2 separate regions of the Triticum aestivum genome follow, and region 2 is linked to region 1. Evidence: chromatin contacts called from public Hi-C data. All regions are on one chromosome and are shown on one strand. The core of a region is the stretch at or near the end of the contact, and the rest is flanking DNA. Distances in the headings are between cores, read along the strand shown. Region 1 holds the start of LOC123159131 (protein STICHEL-like 2). Region 2 holds the start of LOC123159788.

Region 1 (3,348 bases), core at 381-2,880:
AGTTTGGAAGCATCAACCTCTACCACACTGTTGCTGTTTCCTGAGAATATGGCCACGCATTCCTCGCAGTGCCCACAAGGTTGGTTCCCACCTGGAGAGAGGCAATTCAGCGCCGCTGCAAATACCCTAGCCGCGGATGTCTTGCCAATGCCGTGCGGGCCGTGGAGGAGATAGATTGGAGCAAGCTTTCCTTGAGAAACAGCGTTTGAAAGAGACTGTGCAACAACATTCTGTCCAGCCAGCTCAGAGAAAGACTTTGGCCGGTACTTCTGGAGCAAGCTTCTTGCGCCTTCCTGGGGCTCACTCCGGCCGAGCTCTTCCCCTTCAATCACCAGAGAGAAAGCCCTGTCCTTGGCAGCTCTCGACATCCCGGGGATCGCAGAGCAGCAGTTCTGGTTATGAAGCGCCGCCTTCACCCGCGCGTTGGCCTTGATTATGTTGATCGGAGAGTTGGCGAGGCGGCCGCCAAACTCCTCCCTCCTCCTCTGGACATGATCATACATGTTGTAGCTGAAGCTGTGCCTGCCGTAATTGCTTGCCTCCACGTCATCTTCCTCGAGGGAACACCCCTCCCAGATGGTCTTCTTGGCCGAGAACTTGGCCAGCGAGTTGGTGTCTGGGTCCCTCAGAGATCTGGACCTCATGACAGCGACCAGAGCCCTCGAAATCGGGATATCAACCGAATGCCTCCTCCCCTCAATCATCTTGCAAAGCTTCCGCAGGCTGATAAGACTGCAGACAGCTGAATCCTGCAATGCTGACGAGTCTTTAGGAACAATGTTGACTTGTGACAAGGAAAGCACATGCATTGCACGCTAACACGAAATTTTGAAACATGAAGCAGATTCCCCATCTAAAATTTCCATCTATTTTTAGATATTTGGTAACAGGAAATGCAGGCCGTGGACCGCGATTTTTCAGGAAACAGACTCCCTCCCGCTGCGATTTACCCTAACAGCATTTACCGCGCAGACAATCAATCTTGGGAGCAGAAAAGGATAGAAATTGGGTGTACGGTTTTGAGCAAATCAATCTTGCACTGGTAAAAAAAAAGAGAGAGAGAACTCGCAAAGAAGAAGAAACAAAATCGTAAATGCAGAACGCATCTGAGAAGAGAAAACAAGAGGAGAGAAAAAACAACCTGGGAATTGAGGTTCTTGGAAGAAAAACCTGGCAGCGGGGGGATTTAAAAAAGGGAGACGGGAGCGCAATTCCCCATAGAGGAATGCACCTCAAAGAAGGAAAAGAAAACGAAGAATCAGAGCATCTCGGCGACACGCGAACCGAACAACCAGAAGGAAACCAAGCAGGAACAGAAGAGGGAAGGTCGGGATTCGAACCGAAAGAAAGCTTACCCTACGTCCCTACCACCGCGAAGCCGGCCACCGCCACCGCCGCCGCCGACGAGGAGAGGAAAACCGGCACAGCCTTTAGGCACCGCCACCGCCACGCTCCAGTTCGCTCCCGGTATTTACCACCACCGCCGCCGCCACCGCATTAATAACGCGAGCGAAGCGGAGGGAGGCGGGGTGGAGGGGCCGCAGGAGCAAGAAGAAGACGAGGGGCAGCGCAGTGGCAGGGCGCGTAAATTCGCCCGAAGTCGACGGATGGTTAGCCCCGCGAGGCCTGGGTGGAGACTGGAGTAGAGGAAATCGGAGGCCGGCCGCGCCTCGGGCTGCGTGCCATCGCTCATCGGTGGCTTTACAGCCGTAGATTGGTGTGAACAGCAGGGGCATGCTCGTCTTTTACCGAGAGGATTGCGCGGCTCCGTCACGGCCGAATCATAACGGACGGGGCAGTGGCCGTGCGCCGAGTCCATGACAGGTTGGACCCGGGCCCACGCGTCGGCGACCGAGGGGCGCGTGAGGATGGCGTCAGATTTACTGTTGCTGATGGCGGGGGCGGGGGCTCGTGACCCCACCGCTTCTCTGTGCTCTGCTCGTCCTTTGCTCATCCTTTACTGCCAGAATAACTCTGTTTCGCCCAAAAGCAAAATTTGGCTTTCCTGGCGTGGCCTCGTTTTTGTTTCCTGCGTAAATTGCACATCAAACGGCAATCACAGTACCGTTTGAAACGCCGGGTTTCCTTATTTGTTTGACAGCACGCAATTGCCCTTGTACCCCTGTTTTTGTCCAACTGCACGCACGCTCGCTCGCACGGATGGTTGCCGAATCCGGAGTACAATTCTGAAGATTTGTGGAGATCAATCAAGAGGAAATTATGTGTTTCAGACGGACATGTATATTATGATGGCACAAGATCGTCTTTTCCCATCCGAGGGCATCTCATCATCGTCTGATTTTTTTGTTTTTGTAGGAGTAGTTGATTTGTTTATCATCTGATTTGGAGCCTACCCATGTTATGGAATTGTGATGGTTGCACTGTTCTCTGTTTTGTATGCAATGCAGCACCCACCTTGAGCATTTGTTTCTTGTGCCAGGAGATGGAGGGTGGAATGGATGTCTGGGACCTTCTTTTTCTCTAGAGCACATGTTCGCGGTATTATTTATCTCTCTCTTCTTTTAACGGGGATACGACACAGGGGGGCCAAGGTTAGTTAGGTGCGGCGATGTGTTTACTCGTTTTCTAATCACCATTTCATTACTACTGCTAGTGATTAGGCAACGAAGGCAGGGCGCTGGTGATGAGCTAGTAGTCTCGACTCTGCTCGCTGCGCTGCTGAAACAAATGTTGGCTTTAATCATGAGATTAGCCCGCCATTTAAGATATGATCGCATCATCGTGCCCGAATCTACAGGGTAAGCACTCCCAAATCAGACAGTTCCTCGTGCTTATCTTTTTCTTTGAAAAATAATACTATGAAGTTTAGCCGGCCTGTGTTCTTAATCATGCTAGATCAGTACAGTAGGCTCCTGTGATTAAAAACAGGAGCCTGGCTAGCCTAACAGCGACGGTGTGCGTAGCTATCCGTGAAAAGGTCCCACTTTTGGTTTGACCCTTGGTTTGGCTTCCATACAACCTATGGTCTAGGAGCAAACAGTGCTGAGCACGACACTAACATCTTGTGATACTGCATGCTCCTTCACCTCGATATAGGCACTTTCTTATGGGTACTAGTAATTCATTTGAGTATTAAGCTAGTAGATAAAATGAATCAGCTTGACAAAGTATAATCGACAAAGTGCGGCGCTTCTACAGTGGGAATTGCTGGACTGGGCTGGGATGGAATCCCATGCATGCAATTCCGCTACGGACACATGCCAGCAAAAGCTGGAAAAGAATCCTCTATCTTTCTCCCATCTCCATGCTCCATGCCACCTCTCTCTCCCATTTTCCCTCTACCATCTTGTTTGTGAAGAAGATGCACATGCACGCGCTGTGAAAGTC
Region 2 (3,348 bases), core at 239-2,738, 890 kb after region 1:
ACGCTCTACTGGTGGATTTGCTATATTTTTTGGGCCCAATCTTGTTTCTTGGAGTGACAGAAAACACCCTACTGTGTCCAGGTCAAGTACAAAGGCTGAATATAAAGCCCTTGTAAATGCCACTCCTGAGCTTATTTGGGTTGAAGCACTGGTTCGTGAACTTGGTGTTTCCCTTCAGGAGAAACCATGCATATGGTGTGATAATCTTGGTGCTACCTACCTGTCTGCCAATCCAGTTTTTCATGCCTGTACAAAACACATTGAGATAGACTTCTGTTTTGTTCGAGAATGGGTTGCTCGCAAGCAACTTGATGTCCGGTTCATATCACGCAAGGATCAGATTGTAGATGGTTTCACAAAAATGTTATGTGTAAAAAATTAGATGAGTTTAAGCACAATCTAAACCTCTCCCAGGTCTAGATTAAGGGGGGGTATTAGAGTTATTCTAATATACGTATTGGGCATAGAGTAGTACTCTACCCCAATAAGTATCCTCTTTGTATACGCCACCACGGGGGCTCTTCCTATGTATATAAATACGTAACGAGCTACCCCAAAGGATACGTCCGTTCACCCTAAAAATCAACACACGCCATAGTTCAGCTCCATAGGAGCCCATCAGTGCGGCCCATAAGCCATGGGCCGGTACCCCGAGGACCCCTTAATACATGACTCTCTCAGCCGACACTAACAACATGGATCCTGATGCCGAGTAGTGGTTCTAGATGATGTGTTCCAACATCAATGTGTGCCATAAAGAACTTTGACCCAGTCTATTTATCGACTATGTTTGAATTTTTGAGTTGTTGAACTATTTCTACTCAATATTCATGGGTAAATGAAACCGTTTGGCTCCACATTTGTAACTAAATGTGTACAATACGACAAAAATAGTGAAAAATGGTATGCTAGACAAATGGGAAACGACAATCGAAGGACGCCCTATTTAACGGATACACTAGCGCTGCCCACGAACAAATGAAAATGTTTGGTTCCCAGGATTTTTTTTAAGTTGCTCCAGCTTTGAAAAAAAATCTGTCCTCCGCCACTGAAACGAAGGACGGGTTTGAGTGCATCCCCTGAAGATGACCCTAGTTTTTTGCAGTCTATGTTGTTCATAAGTTTGATCAATCGTGCCTCAGCAACATGTTCTTGCGTCTACCATCGTAAACAGGAGCGATTTTTCCTGTCGGCATCATCTTTTGTAGCGACCCAATGCAGCTTGGGATTATAGAAGAAGCTTAGCTTAAGAATTATAAGATCAAGACGTAGTACTGGTGTTAAAGTCGCAACGGCGACGATGTGAACGCCCATCTCATCACAAAACCCCCGTGAAGCCGTTAAAACCCCACCCTTCCAGATCCCGTAGGACCCCGAGCAAAAGGCAACAACCGCAATCTGGCCAGCCAATGAGACTCAGCCATGTCAGCAGAACCTCGCCACGTCCGCGCAGGATCATGGGAAAAAAGTGCCTCGCCTTTGCTGGCCCCGCGCCACCCTGCTCGCGGCCGCGGGAGATCCCCTCGCTTTCCCTCCAAATAGCTTCTCCCGTGCTCATGTCCCCATGCCTCTCGCCCATTTTGCAGGGAGCACCTTGAGGTAGCAGTAAAGTATTTCCGAGGCCATGGCTAGCGGCGGCGGCGGCGACCGGCGGCGGGGCTCGTGCCGGGCCAAGGGGAAGAAGAAGAAGAAGACCAAGTACCTCAGCCTCAGCCGCCACCTCGCCAAGGCGGTGGAGGTCCACAGGCCTGCTGAATCTCTGTCGGTGGAGGATTCCTTGCCGCCACCCTCGGCGTTGCCGTCCCCGTCCACGGAGGAGGCGGTGGAGGATGGATGCGGGCACGAGCAGCAGCAGCTCGAGCCGTTCACGCTGCATCCTGAGGCGCCTTCGACTCTCTTCGCGGCGGCGCCGTCGCTCACTGACATCCTCGGCGTGTCCTCCTCCTCCTTTTCCGGCGGCGGCGAAAGGGGTTCACCGTCGTGCACCCTCTCCCCGGACGCCTCCGCGGGGACTGCTGGCGGGAAGGAGGAGGACCTTGCGCGGCGCGCGCTCCGGGGGAGGGAGCGGTGGGTGTACTGCAGGAGCAGCTCCTCTTCGCCGAGCGCGGCCACTGCGACGACCACCACCTCATCCTCCTGCTCGTCGGCCGCGAGCACGGGCGCCGCCTCCGCGCGGTCGCCGCTGCTCAAGCTGGACTACGACGAGATCCTGGCCGCCTGGGCGGGCCGCGGGTCCCTCTTCATCGGCGGCACCGCGAGCCACGTCACGCCCAAGCTGGAGCTCGATTCTGTAAGCCTACGACCCCCTTTGTCCTCTCGGAGTCGGAGGGACGATGCGCGCTCGTGAATCCTGACACGGGGTGCGTTGCAGGAGGTGTTCGTGGATGTGGCGCCGCCGCCGCAGGCGGCGACGTGGAGCTCGCCGGAGGTGTCCGGGAGGGCGGAGAGGGTGAGGCGGTATAAGGAGAAGCGACATGCCCGGCTGTTCTCGAAGCGGATCCGGTACGAGGTTCGCCGGCTCAATGCCGTCAGGCGGCCGCGCTTGAAGGTAATTTTTCGCATCGCGTTCGTGCCGTACCTGAACTTGTTGCAATTTCCTTAGTGAGGTTGTGATCTACATACTGCATTAGTAATGATCTCAACTGCAAAACTGCGTTGATGGGAATCTGGCATAGAGAGCATGTTTAGATTCTATACCTCAGGGAATCTGTTTGTAAATCGTTGATTAGAGAATAGAGATTCAGCTTCTGGTCCCAGCGACAATTGAATGAACTCATCATACAGAGGCCAAATTTCGTGTTTTGACCCTTTTGGTATACAAATTCAGGATTTGACCCTGGTTGCAAAAAAATTCGAGATTTGACCCTTTCGCTACCGCCAGGGGTACATGCGGTAGGGTTACACAGCCTACCGCCAGAGCCTCTGGCGGTAGAATGCGACGGAGGGGACGGCGGCCGTTTGCCCGAGCTGACGTGGATAAGTACCCTACCGCCAGGTACCTTGACAGTAGGTTGTCTAAACCTACCGCCAGCACCCCTGGCGGTAGGGTGCGGCTCGGTTTTGCCTCCCAAACTTTCTGTGACGAAATACCAAAGTGCCCTGGCGGTAGGTTCACCCTACCGCCAGGGGGGTTGGCGGTAGTCTGTGCGACCCCGCCAGAGGCCGTGGCGGTAGGGTCCTGTGTTTTATTTTTCCAAGTTCAGTTGCTTGCTTCTTTTCAAATTCAATATGACATCAGTATCACAGATAGATAAGCACAACAGCAAAAAGTGTTTGCATATGAAATTATGATAACCTCACACTTATAGATAGTAAAAATGATGTATCCATTAAGTTCAACATATCAAA

Evidence for each region. A called contact is a pair of places that touch in the nucleus more often than the background predicts.
Region 2: a contact with region 1 is called in a Hi-C map of leaf, with 4 times the contacts expected there. The contact joins the promoter of LOC123159788 here to the promoter of LOC123159131 in region 1. A contact is called at or near these places in 2 of 5 Hi-C or Micro-C datasets (both in leaf).

What each region holds. Positions count from the first base shown.
Region 1 is chr7B:398,557,259-398,560,606 of IWGSC CS RefSeq v2.1, forward strand. LOC123159131 (protein STICHEL-like 2) reads right to left here and starts at 1,631. Exons shown (of 6, transcript XM_044576956.1): 1 at 1,356-1,631; 2 at 1-749. The coding sequence starts at 704.
Region 2 is chr7B:399,447,102-399,450,449 of IWGSC CS RefSeq v2.1, forward strand. LOC123159788 reads left to right here and starts at 1,489. Exons shown (of 3, transcript XM_044577616.1): 1 at 1,489-2,290; 2 at 2,372-2,548. The coding sequence starts at 1,625.